7 separate regions of the Mus musculus genome follow, and regions 1, 2, 3, 4, 5 and 6 are each linked to region 7. Evidence: chromatin contacts called from public ChIA-PET, HiChIP or PLAC-seq and promoter capture Hi-C data. All regions are on one chromosome and are shown on one strand. The core of a region is the stretch at or near the end of the contact, and the rest is flanking DNA. Distances in the headings are between cores, read along the strand shown.

Region 1 (2,700 bases), core at 135-2,634, 670 kb before region 7:
GCTCGGGGCTGAGACCATGTCTTGCCTGTGCCAAACCAACACTGCAGAAATGAGTAACGGAGGAGCAGAGCCTAGCATTGCCTGTAGCGTGGTGCTGAGGTGGGGCAGGAGAGTAAGGGCAGACAACACCCCAGGGATCACAGGGAGGAGCACACAGGGATGTTAGTTTCTGGGAAGCAGTGGGAAGAGAAGGGCATTTGGAAAGATGAGGGGAATCCTAAGGGCGCCTTACCTGGGAAGATGGGTAGAGGGTCCCAAGGGGGCTCAGGGGGGCTGACATCCATCCCCACATCCAGAGAGCTGCTGTCAAACTAAGCAGTGGGACATATTAGCGGGCAGGAAGGTGAGAAAGTACGACAGCAAAACAGGAGCGACACAGCTTGCAAATTAAGACGCCCACTGTGTCAAGGCTCCATAGTTTACAGAAAAAAATGTTTCTCTTTTGCTTTCGTTGTATTTTACTAACAACCACTAACCACCTATTCTCGCCCCTGTAGACACACAGCTGTCAGTCTTTTATCTGTACCCCATAAGAAGGATCCCAAAAGGCCAGAAGGGGCTGCTCTCTAAAATCCTGACTTAGTTGGCTAGTCCCGGGTGCGCCTCTAAAATAAAACTTGAGCCAATTAGACCAATGGACTTTTGAAACTGGTCTTTCTCCTCGAAATTTTCGAGTTTAACATGAGCAGGGGTGACACCCTGATGAGCTCTGTGGCTTGGCAATGACTCCAAGTTTGGGGTCGCCCTCCCACCACCAAGGGTCATAAGAGAAACTCTGAGGTAGCAATACCGGGACATCCTGCTCCACGCAACGGAACAACTGTGCCTGCTCCTCGGCCACTTCATCCAGGCCACTGTACAAGGTGCTGTCTGCATGGAGGCCCGCGTGTCAGGAGGGTGGCACGCCAGCCCCGGCTCCATCCCTCATTGGCTCGGCCGGGCCAGACCCACCGCCCGCCCACTCGCTCAGCCTTACACCCTAAGGCGTCCAGCCCCTCTCCCCTGACCCCGGGCAGCCCCGTGCTCCCACGGGAGACCAAGGTCTTCCCTCCTCCCGCATCCCGGGGAAGCGCGAGTCCCGCTGCGCTCTCCCTCGGAGGATGGGCTCGGCGTCCGCCCAGCCTTCCTCGTTCACCCTCTGCTGCCTTCCCGCGTGCCTCGGGCCCATGGCGAGCCTCAGCCCGCTCCTCCCCCGGGGCCCCACTCCGCGCACCCCAGTCCTCCGGACTCAGCAGGTTGTCGGTGAAGAAGCGCGTCGGGTCGGCGATCTCACTGAGGAGCATCAGCTCCGCCATCTTCCCCCCACCCCCCACCATGAGCCGGCTCCCCGGCCCGCCTCCTCCCGGCCGCGGCAAATCCATGAGCTCGCTGAGGAAAACCGGCGTCCCGGAAGTCCTGATGACCAGTCAGAGGCTTAGTTGGTGAACACGTGACACGAAGGAGCAATGACTGTGCATGCCGGGCCAATGGCACGGGTCAGCCGCTTTACCGATCCAGGCGAGACTGTGCGTGCGCCGTACAGGCCCCAGAAACTAGCATTGTGGGAAATGTAGTTCCTAGCACTTAGGGTTCCGGCATCTGGGCTAGAGTGTTCATGCTTGAGCAGTTGTCCGCAAACATCTGCACCCATGTGGTGCCCATAAACTCATGAAGGCACACGCATAATGAATGAATTATTAATGAATAAACGAATGAGCAAAGTTCCAGCATTTAGGATAAGAGATGGCTCAGCAGTTTAATATTGCTTATTGCGACTAGGCGGTAGTGGTGCACGCCTTTAATCCCAGCACTCAGGAGGCAGAGGCAGGCGGATCTCAGCCTGGTCTACAAAGTGTGCTCCAGGACGGCCAGGGTTGTTACACAGAGAAGCCCTGTCTCAAACCCTCCCACCCAAAAGGAAAGTGCTTGTTGCTCTTATAAGGGTCTGGATTACATTCTCAGCACCCACACCTGGCGACACGCAACCACTTGTAACTCCACCTCCCTGGGATGCAACTCCCTGACATCCGGAAGTTCTGGCGTTTGCCACAGCCAGTCCCAAATAGACAACCTCTCCTATCCTCGGAGGTGGATACGCTTCCCGGGACTCCCTCCACCAAGTGGCTCACTGACACCGTCGCTAACTCCCTGTAGGTCAGAACGAGATACGAGTTCAAACAACTTCCTTCGGGGCCCTTGAAAATTCCACAACACAGACCACAGTTCGCGGGTTCCTGTCTCCTTTAATCAGCTAAACATCTTGCGCAGTCCCCGAGCCAGCCCTGCATCCTGTTTCCTTCCCTGAATGACCACCTTCCCCAGCTCCTCTTTCGCTGCACGGTTTTTGGGATCTACTGCTAGCACTTTCTTGAAATCAGCAGTGGCTTTTTCCAAGTCCCCGAGGGCAGCCCGAGCAACCCCCCTTCGGTATAAGGCCTTTAAATGGCCCGGCTCCCGCTCCAGCACTCGGTCACAGCTCTGGGCTGCCAACTGGGGGTGTCCTAGCAGCAACTGGCAGGCAGCCAGATTGGCATAAAGGGTAGTTCGTTCGGGAGGGCCGGGTGGGGGCAACGTCAGCAGCAGTCGGAGAGCCCGTCCATAGCATCGGGCAGCCCCTTGAGGGTTCCCAGCTCGAAACAGTTCTGTACCCCTTCTGTGTTCTTCTTTGGCCAGAGCCTCCTTCTCCATAGCCTCCATCTCCCAGGAGTCCCGGCCATTGGT
Region 2 (2,700 bases), core at 151-2,650, 650 kb before region 7:
GCACTCCCTCTCTCCCCCCTCCTCCTGCCCCAAGACGCAGATCCACCCCCGGAGTCAACCCAAGACACAGCGGTGACTTCCACTCTTTTTATTTGCTTTTTGTGTCTTGTAAGGGCGTGGGTGGGGAGGTGGGGTAAGGATAGGCCCTCTACAGAGGTTACACCAGTTGAGCCTTTTTTGCAGAAACCTAGCAGGAGAATCAGAAACACCCCTTTAGGATTTTCCAACTCTCTCCAGAGACAGTTGCTCTAGGACAAAGCCCCTCTGGTGGCGTCCTGGAGAGCAGTCTCCAAAGCCCTGGCTTGAGCCCGTTCCAGGTCTGAGAAATTTTTACCCACGGCCTCATACCGGTGGTTCTGGTTTTTCAACCGTGCATGGATCAGAGGGAACCTTGGACCCATCCCTCCCACACCATCTTCAATACACGCTTCTGGTTTTATTAAGTTCAGATTAAACAAAGTCCCTGAGTACAGGCCTTGAAGCTCAGAAACCCTGCAAACTTATTTAATTGCTAAGTAAAAGCACTGACGGATAAAGGCTATTCCCTGGCACTCCGGCGCGCCGTAGGGGTCACGGGTAGGCCGAGTGGTGCCAGCGCCCGCAGCGGGGAGGAAGTCTGCCTGCACTGGCAGGGTTTGTGTCGCCAGCAGCCCGCAGGGATCTGAGGAGCAGTTTGTCGGGGTCGCTCAGGATTGAAAGACTGGTGGAAATCCTGTGGTGAGTCCTTGAAGCCCACGGGGCCCCACGCCCATATAAGGTGGGTCCGGGAGGGTGGGTCGTGAATGCGGAGATAAAAGTAGGGCCAGAGAAACTGGGTCAGGCTGCACTTCACTTGAGGGGCCTGGAGGACTCTCGGCGTCTCCGGAGACAAGGGCACAACACGCACTTCAAAGTGAAGAGTTGTAAGGCGCTGATCCGGAGCGGGAGGGCAGGCAGGAGTGGGAAGAGGGGCTCTTCAGCTGTGATCGGCCTGGCACTCTGGCCTAACACAAGCCTGGCGTCCAGCGATAGAAGCGGGAGTCGCCTTTCGTCAGTCCTAACCTCCCCCCTCGCACGTTTTCTTGGGCTCTGCTACGAAGCCAGACAGCCTGGATTGGAAAGTGGGCCGCATTAAGGAGGGGAAGTTGCACCCCTGGGTGGCTGGATGCAGCTGAAGCCTAGGAATGCCTTCTTTAGAAACCCAGTATTATCTTTTTCTGCTGTTGCCTCTCCCCATCCGGCTAAATGGATCGCTCTGTCTATTTCCTCCCCAGTTCTTTGGGTGCAATGGAATGTTCCATTGCCCCTCCGGTCCGCTGTCCGCGTTGCAGGGGACGCTCGCCCTGTTGCCAGGGAAAGTCCCGGACGTGACGGCTTTGCGCGACCCCGAGCAGCACCCCCCCCCCCCCCCCCGCGCCCCGTCCGTCATCCCACTGCGCGCTCTCCTTGTCCCCCTATCCCCGTATCCGGTGGATTACAGACTAGGTACAAGTAAACAGCTGGCGGAACGAAGCCTCCAGACACAGACCAGGTGGGAGTTTCCACTCTCCGTGTGTCCTGGGCCGCTGTTCCCCGGCCTTTGCAGATCCCAGAGTAGTGAATGGCCGAGGTGATGCTTAAGGGAGATCCTGGGCCTTGGGACAAAGTCCCTTGGGCGCCAAGTTGGGGGCGGGACTTAGGGTGAGCATTGGTGCATGGAGGTGGTAGGTGTTTGTGCCGAGCCATCTGGATGGAGTAAGTTAAAAGTAGCCTTCCCTCATACGGACCAGGAGTAGGAGCGGAGGCCGGAGAGTTGCTTGCTGTGAGTCTGTTGGGAGTGGAGAGGCGTCGTCTCCCTCACGGCCTCTCGTTCCTTCTCAGGTGGGAGCATGCCGGGGCTATGGAGGCAGAGGCTTCCTTCGGCTTGGGCTTTGCTTCTCCTGCCGTTCCTGCCGCTGCTGATGCCCGCAGCCCCCGCAGCCCACCGCGGGTCCTACAAGCCCGTGATCGTGGTGCACGGGCTCTTTGACAGTTCATACAGCTTCCGCCACCTGCTGGACTATATCAATGAGGTCTGTGGGGGATACTGAATGGATATAAAGTGGCTGGGGGAGGAAGCGTGGGCAGATGAAAGACAGCCAGCCCCTCTAGGCTAGTTTTCAGGGTACTGCTCCCCGCACGGGGAGAGCTGAGGGATGGGGGTTCCTGCAAGCACAGTGAATACACTTTGTCCAACCTAGTGCCGCATTGCCCCTTTCCCACAGACACACACCGGGACTGTGGTGACAGTGCTTGATCTCTTCGATGGCAGAGAGAGTTTGCGGCCCCTGTGGGAACAGGTACAAGGGTTCCGAGAGGCTGTGGTCCCCATCATGGAAAAGGCCCCTGAAGGAGTGCACCTCATCTGCTACTCCCAGGGTAAGCAACGCACACTCTTAACTCCCAACCCCCGTCTGAGCTTGACCCTTATCTAAGGCCTACTTTCTGGCGTTTGTGTCCTGAGTGGGAGGGAGGGTTCCTTCTGTGCTCATTGGCCATGGTTCTTAGATTTAAGGAATTACAGAGCAGCTAAAAGCATTTCAGTTGGTCAGAGGCCTAAACTCGCACCATGGCTCCATCATGTGACCTGTGACCCGTGCTGGAATGGAGTGTATCGGAGGCCTGGGATTCTGAGAGACAGGAAGTAAGGATCACTCCAGTGGCTATTCTTAAGACCCTTTCGGAGCTGGAGAGATGGCTCAG
Region 3 (2,700 bases), core at 182-2,681, 950 kb before region 7:
AGGGTATAGATAAGGAACACTATCCCTGTGTCTACATCGTTCACCACAGCGCCCAGGTTCAGGCCATCGGAGGCCTCCCCATCGTCTACGATGAAGGCTGTAGAGGACCACGTGCTACCTAGAAGAAGAAGAAAAAAAAAAGAGCAGAGAGAAAATTGTACGGGTTGTTGTTTACTTCCTGCCTCTCCCCGGGGACCTCAATGTGGCACCAGAACCATGTTTCTTCTTTCTCTGACATTATTTCCTGCTAATTCCCCTGAGACATAATTCTCATTTTCAGTACCTTGGTTCTTAGTTACAGAAACTATGGACAAAATTCATCCTCTGGTTTCCCTAACTCATTAGGGACTCAAGCCCCAAAGTTCTATCTCTGGGCTGAAGTCATCCTCTGCCCTGGCCTCGGATGCCAGGAGCAGGAAGATCGCTGTGAGCCCCTGACCCCAACCAGCCCAGCAGCTCAGTGGTCCCCGGGGTCTGCTCGGCTCTGCTCCATTGATGAAGGGAACCCCCAACTCCCTACCCCGATCACCCATACAACCCAGCACCCGCTCTTTCCACCCGGGAGCCTTTGTTACCCTGGTCCGTGGACCTCCTCATGGCGATGAACTTGGCCCCCTCATCGGATGCAGATTTTTTCCTGGCCTCAGCGAAGGCCAGGAGCGTGCCCCGAGGGGTGGCTGTGATGAGCGGGATGCGGAAAGTGTCTACAGAGCCGATCTGCTTCCCGCTCACCCACAGCAGCTGCTCCATGGTCACCAGCGGCTGCACCTGCGCAGAAGGACACCTCAATGCAGACAAGCTTCACGAGGTTTAAGGTACCTAAGACCGATAGGTACTGGCTCCAGCCAGGGTTCCCATGAGAGAGGGTAATGGGGAGCCTGAGTAGGGGTGAAGGGTGTCCTAGAACAAGAGGTGGGAGCCCAGAGGATAGTATGGGCCGAACCTGGAGGCTCCTGAGCAAGGAGAGGCTGCGAGGGGAGAAGGAACCTTCAGGGATGAGGGGCAGGACCCCATAACAGTTGAGCCAGGGGCCCAAGGAAGCAAAGGTGTTGGGAGGGGATGGAGGGGCAGGAGTGTCACGCGGAGGGATGGCCGAGCTGGGCAGTGGCCACCTCTGCAGGTGCAGCAAGGCTCACCAGGCTGAAGTCATCCTCTGCCCTGGCCTCGGATTCCGCCGCGGACACCAGGAGCAGGAAGATCGCTGCGAGCCCCTGACCCCGACGGCCCGCCCAATAGCTCAGCGGTCCCCGGGGTCTGGTCGGGTCTGCCCCCACCATAGCTCCCGGCGATCCCTGTCCAGGAACTGGTCACCGGTGGCAAGCCGTCAGCTGACCTCGGCCCTTTAAAAGCGCGCACGTCACTCCGACCCCTCCCCTTGGGGGCCGCAGCCCGCGCTGCCGCGACTCCAATTAGTCCATCAGCATGTGACCCAGAGGCGGCCCCAGTCTGTGTGAGCCTTTTGACTGGCTCTAACGCCAGAACGTGACGAAAGGGGCGGGGCGTGTTTTAAAGCAACCGGCGGCTATGAAAGGCACTGACCCCTTGTGGAAGAGACAGGTTAGGGATGGCATATGACTCAGTTGGTAGAGTACCTTCCTAGTTTGTATGAGTCCCTAGGGTTGGGAAGCCCCACTCCTAGCTGAGGAGATCTTGGCAGTTGATGGCTGCTAGGGGAGAGAAAGGCACTTTTCTTTAGGAGTGTGCCCATGGTACCCCACGTCCCAGTGGATGACCCCAATGCCCTTAAGCACATGACTAACACTGATTAGAATCACTAGGTTAAAAATAATAAGCAGCTGGGCGTGGTGGCGCACGCCTTTAATCCCAGCACTTGGGAGGCAGAGGTAGAGGCAGGCAAATTTCTGAGTTCGAGGCCAGCCTGGGCTACACAGAGAAACCCTGTCTTGAAAAGCTAAAAAAAAAAAAAAAAAAAAAAAGCGACGAATGAATGAAAAAAGAGCCACCCTCCTTCCTGAGTTCTAAGCCAGCCTGGTCTACAGAGTGAGTTCTAGGATAGCCAGGGCTACACAGAAAAATTCTGTCTCTAAACAGACACAGATAACTTGGAAATTCCAGTGCTCCTGCCTGTACCTCCCAAGTACCGATTACAGGCATGTGTCCCAGCCCTGCTTATGCTATAGACAGAATCCGGGGACCCTTCCATGCTAGGCAAACTCTACCAGCTGAGTTACACCCCAGTCTCCTGGCCTCAGTCACCGAACAAGTTTTTCTTACTGGGTATTGAATCGTGTGATAGCAATTTGGATTTTAATTAAAAAAAAAAAAAAAGGAAGCAAGTTTTCACTGAAAATAAAGCCATAAACTTATCAAGAATATAAAATATTAGTCTTTAATAAAATCTGTTTTCTACAAAATCGTGATTCTCAAGGCATTGACGGCAGGGCTTCTGTACAGGAGGGCTGCATTTCCAGGTCACGATGAGTCTCTCACTTCTTCCTGGTCTTTCCCCCTGTAGGTGCCTCATTCTTCTTGCCCAGAATCTTCAGGAGTGCCTTGGGCATGTAGTAAGGCCGCTCCTGGGAACCATCATTTCTCTCCAGGTCCTCGACTGAGAGGCAAAGTAGATCCGTCAGGGTGGATCCTGATAATGGCACCCCACTGTACCCCAAAATAATCTGGGGTGTATAAACCAAACATCCTGGTTTCCTGTCCGGGCCACTTCAGGCAGTTTGATACAAC
Region 4 (2,700 bases), core at 83-2,582, 930 kb before region 7:
CACGGCTCTGGGTGGCCAGCCAGATTGACACCTGAGCCGGCTGCTGTGGTTGTGGCCTTGTGGCCACGTCCTGTTCCTGGTCCTCCTTGAGTACACAGGGGAGGGGGCGGGGCAGGGCGGGGCCAGGCTGCCAGGGTCCTGGTGGGCACTGAGGGACAGCTGAGGGGTGGGCTAGCCTGGGGCAGGTATCTTCTTTTGTGGGCATTTTGGACTCTGTCCCACCCGGGCTCACAGACACAGGGTCAATGATTGACCCAAGGCTGTTCCAGGAAGTTTTCTGTGCTCTGGCTATTACTCGGTCTTCTAGGGGACACCAGCCCCACCTAGAGGAGGCCCAACCCTCAGCCCTCTCTCTTCCCCGTCCAGTCTCAGGATCTGGGGGAAAGATTTCCAGCCCTTTACTTCAGCAGTTCTGGAAACAGGCCTCCCCTGTTTCCCCTCAGACCTCCCCTTCCACACAGCCCTGGCCCCGATTACTTAAAGTGCTCTAGATACACCAACATACACACTTCTTCCCAACTGAAACCTGAAGGCAGGTGTCAGTTGTCTCTCCACCTTAGGCCCCACTCCTCACAGGGGTCCTTGCAGGCAGACCCTAGCATCTCGGGGTCCCACCCCAAATTCTCACAAGAATTCCTTTAGTCCACGGTACCTGCCCCCCCCCCTCTGGGACTCTAGCATGCAGACCCCAGCAGCTCAGGGTCCCAGGCCCTCCATTTCACAGGAATCCTAGCAGGCTGACTGCAGAAGTTTGGGGTTCCAGCCCCCTACTCCTCAAAGGACTTTATTAGTTCAGAGGCCCATCTCCCCAACTCTTCACACAGATCCCAACAGGAGTCTCAGCTCCTGCCTCTTCACAGGGTGTGGGTTGACAGACACCCCCCCCCCCAGCAACCACAGCGCAGGACACTGCTGGACTCTAAGTCCAGAGCATCGGGACCCTAACCTGCCTCCTAACCACACAGGCTTTGTTTGCTAGGGCTCTGCCCTCAGGGACCTACAGCCCAGGCCTGACCTCCCCACTCCGCTGGCCACACAGGGACGCCAGCCCCAACTCCTGCTCATCCAGGTTCCATTTAGTATGCAAGATCTTTCTGGCGGCTCAGACCATCCTTCCAGGACCTGATTCTGTCTCTTTTCCTTGACTCCTGTTTTCCTGTAGCCGCTCCTCAGAGACCCAGGACTCCAGTTCCTCTGTCAGGATCCAACCTCAGCTGCCATGGCTGCAGAGCCCGGCCACCTCTCTCCAGAGCCCGGGCCTCTGCCCCTAGCCTTACCGTGAGCCTCGTTCTCATTCTGCTTTCTCCCCATGGCTCAGTCTCCGGAGTGATTGGAGCCACGGAGACCTAGCCGCTCACCTGCCGCCCGCCCCGCCCTCCCTCCCAGACGTCACAGCCCCGCCCCTGCCTGTGGTCCTCTACAGTTCCTTTTTCAGATCTCAACTCTTGACCAGCCCAGGGGTACCAGGGCTCAGAACTGGGTCCCAGGAGCTGCTTACCGGGTCTGCTACGGACCGCAGCAGGAAGAAACCGGAGCACTTTGATAAGGAAACACTGCATAATTGTTTAGAGTACTTCAACTGTGGCACACCCAAACCTCTAGGTTGTGATTTGCTTTTCCTTAAACCCCTGTGGCCAGTGGGTGCCCCACAGCTGTTCTCTTCCACCCCACAGCCACAGCTTGCTTCCTACCCAACTGTCCCCTCAGCCCCATAGTCCTCATCGTCCTGAAACAATCACCAGACAGTTTATTACCAAACCCAACATTTATTGAGAACACAGAAAATCAGCTGGCAGAGGCCCAACTTCAATCAGCTAACTGAGGCCAGGCTCAGTGGGGAAGGCCAGCCCTGAAGTCACTTGCACTCCCAGTGAGAAACCAGCTCTGGGAGAGGGGCCATCGACCTTCCAGGCCTTACTGGGGTCTCTGATGGAGAAATGTCTGAAGGGCAGTGCCCGGCCTGGATTTTAAGAGTCCTCAGGTGTTGATGGGGGGCAGGGAGCTGAGGTCAGGGAGCAGCTCCGGGTGGGGGTCCAGCCGGGCCAGGCGGCTCTGCTCCAGGGCGATGGCCTCCGCTGAATGCTTGCACTTCTCAGAGCCACACTGGCAGGTGAAATACTTGCTCTTGATGTCCCAGAATCGGTCACCGTAGTCAAAGCTGGCAGAGGAAACACAGGAGCTCTTGGCCCTTGGATCTAGACACTTCAAACCCATCTCATAGAGCCCAGGAGCCCTCTTGAGGGATCCACCTTCTTCCACCCAACCACTCCTGCAGATGGACTCCAGGTCCTTGTTGGCTCTGTTGACTCACACTCCCAGAGAACTGTCATAAATGCAGGCTTCTAGCCTTCCTGCCTTGTGACCAGACTCTCCCGAGGCTCTGCGGGAAGTGGGATGCAGCCTGCCCAGGGCCTAGTATACTCAACCATCCAGCCAACCCACACTAGCCCCCATCCCCCTTCTTGTTTTTTGCTTAAGATAGGGTCTCTCTACATAGGCCTGGCTGTCCTGAACTCTGTAGTTAGCCCAGGCTGGCCTTGAATTTGTAGGTACTTCTGCTTCAAGCTCTTTCAAACACTAGCATGACAGGCATGTGATACCAGGGCAACCTGGACTTCTCTTGTTTTGTTTTGACACAGGGTCTCACTCTGTAGCCCAGACTCTTTGTGATCCTCCTGCCTCAGCCTCCTGAGTGCTGTG
Region 5 (2,700 bases), core at 96-2,595, 860 kb before region 7:
TCTGGGGAGCCTCCGGGTTTGTCTGCACAAGAAGAGAAGGCAGCAGCAGAGGAAGGGGATCTCGACCTCTGTGGAAGGGGAGAGGGACCGCACGGCTGCGACGACTCTCACCTGCGCACATGTACTGCTCAAATTTGTAGCCCATGTACATGAGCTCCCGGAGGAGGGGTGGCCGTGCAAGCCTCTGGGCCCGAGCAGCCGGGGTCTCCACCTCACTTAGGTACAGTGTCCCTTGGAACCGGGAGGCTGCCAGCTGCCAGCCCTCCTGCCGCTCATACGGCGTGGTCAGCAATTTTGTCAGGTGCCCTCTCCATGTCACCGTGGCCCCTGCCAGCCAGCCGGGACCCCTGGGAGGGAAGAATGCGGGGTTTATGGTCTGACTCGAGTTTTACTTCTGTTGACTCAAAGTCCCCACTAAAGACCATTTGGCTTTCCCAACTTCAGAAGAGAAAGCCGGGTCACCAGGTCAGCTTCTGCGTTGCACCGGGCTCACCCCTCCAGCTGGTTCCGGTGTTCCAGGACCCAGCGCAGCAAATGGTCCAACCTCTCTTGGACTTCCTCGTCCCGGGGCTGGTATCGGTCAGGGTATCCATCTCTGAGGTCAAAGTCCGGGCCTGGGCCGTTGATGGGAGGGGGGCTGTAGTAGCGGAGGGCTCGGGCATCTCCATGGTACTGGCGTTGTGCGTCCAGGGAGAAGCAGCCCAGTTCGGATGGACGCCGGTAGAACGGGAAGGGTCCCGAGTACAGAGAGGGCTGTGTCCGCAGTAAAGGGACTGCCCGGGGGAGTTTGTGCAAAGGCTTTTCCACCTCTGTCTTCTCCGCTTTTCTCTTAGTCCCTCTGGGTTCCATGAGGTCCTGCGAGGAAAGCGTTTCCAGTGGATAAGGAGCGAGTGAGCTTCCAGGTTTGGGCTCTGCGTGTCAGGAGCCGGGCGCCTCGTTCCCACCCACGGACCAACGAACGCGGCGAGCTTGAGGAGTTTGGGGGTTGAAGCTAAGACTTGGTTACCTCAAAGCTCCCCACCCTGACCGACCTCCACCTCCTCGAGGCTACGGCGTCAGGGCCGCACGTCAGAAGCCGGAGAAGGATGCAAACACGGAGTTGCTGTTTCTGATGACGCTCTCATCCGCCCTCAGCGTCGGAGTGGGCGAGGTCCGTCTGCACCGGAGCGGGAACCCAGGCGGGCCACTCGCGCCTCGGCGCGCCCCAGTGAGCGCTCTGGTCGGGAGCCAATCAGCAGCGGTGCGGGCGACGGAAGTGAGGCTGCCTTCGTCATCAAACTCAGACGACCAGCCAGAGGGCCCGTCGTCATTATTCTGTGCCGGAAGACGCGGTCTTCGGGACTCCTTTCCCGGAATCCTGAAATCCGGGTTATGAATCGCAAGAGACGGCTCCTGGCGTCTGAGGCTTTTGGGGTGAAGCGGAGGCGGGCGCCGGGGCCCGTGAGAGCGGATCCTTTAAGAACAAGAGCAGGTAACCATGGCAACCTGGGCGCGGAAAGCCCGAGGGTATCCACCCTTGGAGGAGGGGGGGGAGGAGGAGGAGGAGGAGGAGGACCTAGGGTAGTAACCATGGCAACCCAGGCGCTGGGCAGCGACTCTGAGGGCTGGGGCGTCCGAACCTCCGCGCTGTCTCCACCCTCGCTCTCCACCCGGACCTGACCACGCGCTTGCTCCACCACAGGCTCGGCGCGCGAGGCCATCGAGGAGCTCGTGAAGCTGTTTCCCCGGGGGCTGTTCGAGGATGCGCTGCCGCCCATCGCGCTGAGGAGCCAAGTGTACAGTCTGGTGCCAGACCGGACGGTGGCCGACCTACAACTGGTGAGCACCTTGGAGACCTTTGGCGTGTCCCCCCCCCACCAGCCCCGGCCCTCCGACCCGCAGCCTCGAGGGCACTCGCCAAGTCCCTGTCGCTCAGACACTCAGTCGTCCGTCAGCAGGCGTTAGGCCAAGGCAAATGCAGAGCAAATCCCAGGGGTTTGGAACTGCAGGCAGATGTCACATCTGACAGGTGATGGCTGTTAGAGAAGGTTAGTGAGCGCGGACAAAGGTGTACTGAAGGTCACCGGTGAGAGAGATTGACTGAAGGAGAGAGATGAGTCTAGTGTTAATTCCCAGATTTCCCAAGTGATCAGTTAGTGATTAGGGGATTGACTAGAGGAGGGAGGCACCGAGTAGCTGCTTGCCTGATGTGCGTACACTGAGTTGCAGATTATAGATGTATGAGACAGTGGGCTATGACGCTGCAGATCATTCTAGGCTGTGGTGCACAAGGCATAGGGGCTAAATGAGATACTTAGGGAGACTAGAGGAGTGATGTAACCTCGTGGCCAAGTTTAGAAGGCGATTGAAAGCCAGGGCCATGTCTCTTCACACAAAAAAAATCCACAGTGGGCAGATTTCAGTCTCTGTTTTATAGGAACTCTCAGACCTCTGCCTGAGTTGAAGGTCAGAACACTGTGAACGGCTCTCTGCTGCTACATACCTCTCTGGGCTCCTTTTAACTAGGGCAGTTCCTCCTTAGAGGCTGTCACAGATCCTTCTTGCTTAGCTTTGTCCTTATATTGTTACAGAGTTTCTGACCTTGATTCCTGCAGGTGACTTCTGACCTCCTCCTCAGGCCATGGCCCCTGTGCTTCCTTTTCTATAACTGTTTTTTTTTTTTTCTTTAAACAAAAAGCTTTCAGAGTTGCACAAGTTTTG
Region 6 (2,700 bases), core at 65-2,564, 880 kb before region 7:
CAGCCAGAGCTTGCAGGGATCAGGTTCTTGCAGAGTGCCAGCAGGGACCGGGCTGCAGTCCTCAAGCTGAGTAAAGAAATCTGTACCAACACCCACTTCTCCCCAATGGCAGAGACAGAACTTCTGTCACAGCAGAAAGTTCCTGCACATTTTGTAGCTTTGAATGGGAACAGACTCAACATCAACCTCAGGACAGGACCTGAGGTGAGAGCTTAGTAAGGGATGCTGGGATACCCTGGAGGCAGCTCCCAGAATGTCCAGCCCTGCCTGGAGTCTCGATTCTTGGACCTTACAGGTCTGCCTAATGTCTCCTGGAATGTCCTCATTCTTCTCTCCTATGCCCCACACCGCAGTGGACAAGGTGTATCCAGGCTGTCTCCCAAAACAAAAACATCTTCCCCAGCTTGACAAACGTTAGCGAGGTGGTGACAGACCAGTTCCTATGCAGTGGGATGGAGGAGGAAGATGACAATCCTTGCAAAGGTTAGTCTGATCCTGGACTTCCAGGGAGAAGGCTACGGTGTCCCTGTAACCGGTTAGCAAGCACTCCAAATGCTAGTGTACTGTTCTGGACAATACTGTCTTTTCTTTCCCTGAAGGAGAATCTGGGGGAGCCGTTTTCCTTGGACGGAGATACAGGTTCTTCCAGGTGAGAAGCAGGACCCGGAGGGGCCTCCCTGCCAGGGCACAAGTTCTTCTTGCTGGGGGCAAGTGGGAGGCCTTTGAGAGGAACCAGAGAGGTCGAGGCTTAGAGTGGGGCCACCACTATCTCCACCCTGTTGTCTCTTCCCTCCAGGTGGGCCTGGTGAGTTGGGGTCTTTTTGACCCTTGTCATGGTTCCTCCAACAAAAACTTGCGCAAGAAACCTCCACGTGGTGTTCTGCCAAGGGACTTCCACATTAGTCTTTTCCGCCTGCAGCCCTGGCTGAGGCAGCACCTGGATGGTGTCCTGGACTTTCTGCCACTTTAACATGGTCACTGACTCCTTTATTAGTCTGAACTTCCTGTCTAATACCTCTGAGCGTTCTCACTCCTGGATACATAAATCTTGGGCCCCGGGAGCCCAGAGACAGTGGCAAAAGCTAGGGAATCCCCAGGATTGTGCCGGGACCTCTGTGCCACCTGTGAAGCAAGTCTCTCTCTAGTGTGGATGACCCGTGCTCCTTTTGCTTTCACACGGAATTTCCCAGTTATGTAATTAATAAAAATCAATGATTTCCACATCCTGTCTGTCTTATGTCTTGGGGGGTGGGGAGGCCAGGAAGATTCCAGGAAGGTCAGAGTCCTTGCTGCACAAACAGTGGATGGACTTTGCTCCATCACACAGTCCATGGAAAGACTGATCTTTTAAATTGGGGGTAGTGGAGGTGGTGGTCTGTGCTTGTTAGGAGGGGTCTGGGGGCTAAGAGGGAGCTTTGAAAGGGAAGTTCTGGCCCTTGGTCAGTCAAGGGTGGGGCTCACATAGTTTCTGTTTCCTCAGTTGGCAGTTCAGCTGGGGCCCTCCTTCATGAATGTTCCGGGAAGCAGTGGCTGCGTGCGCAGGGTAGGCTGGCCAGGCTGCAGATGCCAGAGCAGATTGCATAAAAGGTTAGGGGACAGTGGGAAAGGGGTGTAGCCAGATCCAGCATTTGGGTTTCAGTTTGGACAGGAGGTCAAATAGGCACCCAGAGTGACCTGGAGAGGGCTTTGGGCCACTGGACTCTCTGGTGCTTTCCATGACAATGGAGAGCCCCCAGCTCTGCCTCGTCCTCTTGGTCTTAGGCTTCTCCTCTGGAGGTAAGCAAAGGATATTCCATCCTCTTTTTGTCCCCAGCATCTGTCTTTGGCCTTCTGGGGCCAGACTTCACTAGACTTTCTCCTCAGGTGTGAGCGCAACTCCAGTGCTTGAGGCCCGGCCCCAAGTCTCCTGCTCTCTGGAGGGAGTAGAGATCAAAGGCGGCTCCTTTCAACTTCTCCAAGGCGGTCAGGCCCTGGAGTACCTATGTCCCTCTGGCTTCTACCCATACCCCGTGCAGACTCGAACCTGCAGATCCACAGGCTCCTGGAGCGACCTGCAGACCCGAGACCAAAAGATTGTCCAGAAGGCGGAATGCAGAGGTTGGAGATTGGGGGATGTGGGCAGTGGGCAGCTGGGCAGAGTGGGGTGGAGGCTGTTCAGTGCTGGGTAAGATGAGAGCTATGAGACTGGCAGTCTGACCCGTGGGCTGGTTGAGCACAGGCACACCTCTGCAGGTGTGTGATGGGAGGCTTTCCTCGGGCAGTGAAAACAATACTCAGAAAACCAGAAAGGGGGTCTAGAAATGTAGATCAGTTGGTAGAGTGCTTGCCTACCATGCACAAAGCAGTACTGCATGAAGCAGGTGTGGTGCGTGCCTGCAGCCCTAACACTCAGGACATAGGGGCAGGAGCTTAACGATCTTCAGCTTCATAGTTGGAAGCCAGCCTGGGCTACATGAGACCTTGCCTCAGAGCAAACAAAATAGTCCCATAACACAAGAGGCGGGACAGTAGGGTTGAGGGGACTAGGCAGGTACTGTTTCTCAGTCACAGGATTTCTAAGACCAGGAAGGACCTAGAAACAGCGCTCAGTGACTTTTACCTGTCTTTCCTAAAGCAATACGCTGCCCACGACCGCAGGACTTTGAAAATGGGGAATTCTGGCCCCGGTCCCCCTTCTACAACCTGAGTGACCAGATTTCT
Region 7 (2,700 bases), core at 98-2,597:
TCATGGCCCAGAGCAAAAAGTGGGAGGGGCTCCTGCTCAAATATTCTGGTTTACACCTGTGTCTTCCTACCTCAAAGAAAAGGATCAGAAATTGATTTTCACACTTCAAATTAAGCAAAAACACCTCACAGATGCTGCCCTCCATTTTGAGGTTTTAGTTAACCCCACATGTAGCTGACATCAAAGAATCATCACCATGGTCCCTGTCCGAGTTCTGGAACTGCTCTCTGGGGCTTTGCAGCTCCTTTTAGCACCCATGGCTCTGCCTCCTGCCTCCCCTCTTACAGGGAGTTTTCTTCCCACGGCTGGAAAAGCACGTAAAGTTCTTCTGGATGTAGTTTGATGAGAGCAGGGCGGCCTGAGACCTGAGAGCCCTGGAGAAGTGCAGATAGGAAGGAGGCCCTGGGGCAGCTCAGCAGCCTGGATCCCCTTTACCCTCAGCTCTGTGGGTTCAGACGCTGTCCTCTTTGTTTCTTCCACCAGGCGGCGCTGTTGCCCAAGAATGCGATGCTTCTCTTTCATCTTCAACAGGTGAGACTCTGGAGGGTCTGCAGTGGGAGGGAAGATGGGAAAGGGGACACCTTTCTCTGCAGGAATGCTCTGGATGTTGGGATGTCATGGGCTGTTACAAATTAGCATTCAAACGTCTGAGTCGAATTTATCTTGTTCATAGGGAATCAAAAACTCACATCAGCTCAAGTGCAAAGATGAGCACACACTGTGTCTTCTTCCTGGGATGAGGCTGTGACCCACTGGGCATGGTAGGTTCATAAAATGAAATATCATCTGTATTTTTAATTTTATGCTTTTTGACAAATTGTCATTTCAATACACTCTATTTCAACCATCTTTTCCTGTCCTGTTACAGAGCGCTCTTCATTGGCTGGTGGGACAGTGATGTCCAAACATTCCTGTGCCCTCCACTCCTGTCCTCACACTCTGGATGTGTAGGAGAAAGAGAAGGAGTATTTTTCAAATCATATTTTTAAAATTTTATTGTCATGAGATGTAATCATTTTTGTATGTGAATATGTATGTGCACTAGCACTAGCATTCGATCCCTGGGAACTGAAGTTGCAGATGGTTGACAGCCACCATGTGCTGATGGAACTCACCCTGGATCCTCTGCAACAGGAACTGTTACAAACGCGTTCTCTCACACCCGGCCAGGAAGAACACAACAACCAGAATCTTCTGCGGCAAAGCTTTATTGCTTACATCTTTATGGGGCCAGAGCGCCAGAGCGCGCGGGAGAGCGAGGGCGCGCCAGAGCGCCGAGTCCTATTGTTACATCTTTAGGCAGCGAGAGAGCGCAAGGCGCGCAGAGCCAGAGAGATGCCAGCGAGAGAGAGATGGCGGAAACCCCCTCCCTCTTTAAGGAGAACTATATTTTTGCTAGGATGCATCACTCCCTGATTGGCTGCAGCCCATGGCCGAGTTGTAGTCACGGGGAAGGCAGAGTACATGGGGGGAGGAGTACCCTGGCACATGCGCAGATTATTTGTTTACCACTTAGAACACAGGATGTCAGCGCCACCTTGTGACAGCGAATGTGGGGCGGCTCCCAACAAGGAACACGTGCTCTCAGCTCTGAGCCATCTCTCCAGCCACCACTGGAATGTTCACATCAAAACCACACAGCTGATCCACAGCCTGCTGCTGAGCACATGAGAGAAACTAGAGGCCCAGGAAGAGACAGTGTCAGTGCATAGCTCAGGAGGGAGGGGAGCTGGGCACTGATGGGGAGAGGCCTGAGGACAGAGACAGAGAGGGGCTGAGCAGGAGGGGACAGAGGCAAAGGGGGAGACCTAACTCCGCAGAGTCCCCTGTTGGAGGGTATCTCTGTCAGATTGCACTGGACACATCTGCAGAACCCTGCTGGTCTCTTCCATTTCATAGTGAACGCTATGCTGGTTTGAATGAGAACAGCCACACGGGCTCATAGGAATGAATCCTTCATATCCAGCAGATGGAACTCTTGAGAAAGATTGGAGGTGTGGCTTGGTTGGAGAAGTGTCACTGGGCTGGGCATTGAGGTTTTAAACATTTCCAGGCTCCAGGCACCTGCGTTTGGCTGTGCCTGTGGTCTGGCTGGACTTTAATGGCGTAGGTTGCGGAAAGCTGGACCAGGGACCATTATAGAGCAGGTGAACGTGCAGACCGCCATTGCGCATGAGCAGGAGCTGCTCAAGATGACTGACAGGCGTTTCAGGAAGTGCATCAGGAAGCCTGGGGCTCCTTGGACAACTCTGAGCAGGAATGCATCACCATATGCATGGACCGTTACAAGGACGCCTTGAACACTGTGTCCTACGCCTACAACTCTCGACTGCCACTGGAACAAGCCAACGTGTGATCGACACCTGTGCTTTCTGACAGTGCTCTCAGAAGACAGCAAGGACCAGTGTGAGTGCAGGGACATGGCTGACCCACTGAGCTGTGACCTCATGAGAGAGCAAGCCAATGAAGCACTGATGGGAGGGTGGGGAGGAGCGACTCCCACTGTTCCCAGTGTCTCTCCTTTGGTATGCAGATAGATGTGTGAGCTTACACTGTTCTTGTACCATGTCTTTCCTCTGCCGTCATGGATTCACATTCTCTGAAAGTAGAGAACAGATTAAAAACATTCACAACTTGATGGGGTCCCAACGTCTTATAGTCGTAGAAAAGTAACGAAAGCCAAGTGTGATGACACAGGCC

The links. Promoter capture Hi-C pulls out the DNA fragments that hold promoters and counts their contacts. ChIA-PET counts read pairs in DNA pulled down with a chosen protein or histone mark. HiChIP or PLAC-seq counts read pairs in DNA pulled down with a chosen protein or histone mark.
Region 1: a promoter capture Hi-C map of liver shows a contact between it and region 7, with 3 times the contacts expected there. The contact joins the promoter of Atf6b here to the promoter of AA388235 in region 7. A contact is called at or near these places in 1 of 39 promoter capture datasets (liver) and 6 of 115 datasets of contacts at active chromatin or transcription factors (acute myeloid leukemia, astrocytes, bone marrow-derived macrophages and 3 more).
Region 2: a FOXA1 HiChIP or PLAC-seq map of pancreatic cancer cells shows a contact between it and region 7. The contact joins the promoter of Ppt2 here to the promoter of AA388235 in region 7. A contact is called at or near these places in 1 of 39 promoter capture datasets (embryonic stem cells), 1 of 484 Hi-C or Micro-C datasets (cerebellum), 3 of 115 datasets of contacts at active chromatin or transcription factors (bone marrow-derived macrophages, memory CD8 T cells and pancreatic cancer cells) and 1 of 9 other capture datasets (embryonic stem cells).
Region 3: a promoter capture Hi-C map of embryonic stem cells shows a contact between it and region 7, with 2.5 times the contacts expected there. The contact joins the promoter of Neu1 here to the promoter of AA388235 in region 7. A contact is called at or near these places in 2 of 39 promoter capture datasets (embryonic stem cells and hippocampal neurons), 1 of 115 datasets of contacts at active chromatin or transcription factors (astrocytes) and 1 of 9 other capture datasets (adipose tissue).
Region 4: a contact with region 7 is called in a FOXA1 HiChIP or PLAC-seq map of pancreatic cancer cells. The contact joins the promoter of Slc44a4 here to the promoter of AA388235 in region 7. A contact is called at or near these places in 2 of 39 promoter capture datasets (cranial neural crest and liver), 1 of 115 datasets of contacts at active chromatin or transcription factors (pancreatic cancer cells) and 3 of 9 other capture datasets (embryonic stem cells, liver and pancreatic islet).
Region 5: a contact with region 7 is called in an RNA polymerase II ChIA-PET map of memory CD8 T cells, with 8 read pairs. The contact joins the promoter of Stk19 here to the promoter of AA388235 in region 7. A contact is called at or near these places in 2 of 39 promoter capture datasets (embryonic stem cells and liver), 1 of 484 Hi-C or Micro-C datasets (B cells), 2 of 115 datasets of contacts at active chromatin or transcription factors (bone marrow-derived macrophages and memory CD8 T cells) and 1 of 9 other capture datasets (liver).
Region 6: a contact with region 7 is called in an HNF4G HiChIP or PLAC-seq map of pancreatic cancer cells. The contact joins the promoter of Cfb here to the promoter of AA388235 in region 7. A contact is called at or near these places in 3 of 39 promoter capture datasets (embryonic stem cells, hippocampal neurons and liver) and 2 of 115 datasets of contacts at active chromatin or transcription factors (memory CD8 T cells and pancreatic cancer cells).

The regions. Positions count from the first base shown.
Region 1 is chr17:34,645,830-34,648,529 of GRCm38.p6, reverse strand. Atf6b (activating transcription factor 6 beta) reads right to left here and starts at 1,384. Exons shown (of 18, transcript NM_017406.4): 1 at 1,214-1,384; 2 at 791-870; 3 at 233-311. The coding sequence starts at 1,316. It overlaps Fkbpl (FK506 binding protein-like), which reads right to left. Exons shown (of 2, transcript NM_019873.3): 2 at 1,713-2,700. The coding sequence ends at 2,227.
Region 2 is chr17:34,626,135-34,628,834 of GRCm38.p6, reverse strand. Ppt2 (palmitoyl-protein thioesterase 2) reads left to right here and starts at 1,400. Exons shown (of 9, transcript NM_001302396.1): 1 at 1,400-1,510; 2 at 1,840-2,030; 3 at 2,223-2,376. The coding sequence starts at 1,848.
Region 3 is chr17:34,929,984-34,932,683 of GRCm38.p6, reverse strand. Neu1 (neuraminidase 1) reads right to left here and starts at 1,431. Exons shown (of 6, transcript NM_010893.3): 1 at 1,137-1,431; 2 at 576-768; 3 at 1-118. The coding sequence starts at 1,277. Slc44a4 (solute carrier family 44, member 4) reads right to left here. Exons shown (of 21, transcript NM_023557.3): 21 at 2,248-2,569. The coding sequence ends at 2,448.
Region 4 is chr17:34,913,098-34,915,797 of GRCm38.p6, reverse strand. It overlaps Slc44a4 (solute carrier family 44, member 4), which reads right to left and starts at 1,332. Exons shown (of 21, transcript NM_023557.3): 1 at 1,278-1,332. The coding sequence starts at 1,311. Ehmt2 (euchromatic histone lysine N-methyltransferase 2) reads right to left here. Exons shown (of 27, transcript NM_145830.3): 27 at 1,725-2,158. The coding sequence ends at 1,978.
Region 5 is chr17:34,835,548-34,838,247 of GRCm38.p6, reverse strand. Stk19 (serine/threonine kinase 19) reads left to right here and starts at 1,345. Exons shown (of 7, transcript NM_019442.3): 1 at 1,345-1,471; 2 at 1,682-1,818. The coding sequence starts at 1,372. It overlaps Dxo (decapping exoribonuclease), which reads right to left and starts at 1,229. Exons shown (of 7, transcript NM_001163770.1): 1 at 1,032-1,229; 2 at 494-855; 3 at 112-347; 4 at 1-22. The coding sequence starts at 849.
Region 6 is chr17:34,861,128-34,863,827 of GRCm38.p6, reverse strand. It overlaps Cfb (complement factor B), which reads left to right and starts at 1,314. Exons shown (of 18, transcript NM_008198.2): 1 at 1,314-1,776; 2 at 1,864-2,097; 3 at 2,615-2,700. The coding sequence starts at 1,716. C2 (complement component 2 (within H-2S)) reads left to right here. Exons shown (of 18, transcript NM_013484.2): 15 at 113-204; 16 at 354-483; 17 at 600-649; 18 at 797-1,226. The coding sequence ends at 970.
Region 7 is chr17:33,980,139-33,982,838 of GRCm38.p6, reverse strand. AA388235 (expressed sequence AA388235) reads right to left here and starts at 1,347. Exons shown (of 1, transcript NR_033305.1): 1 at 1-1,347.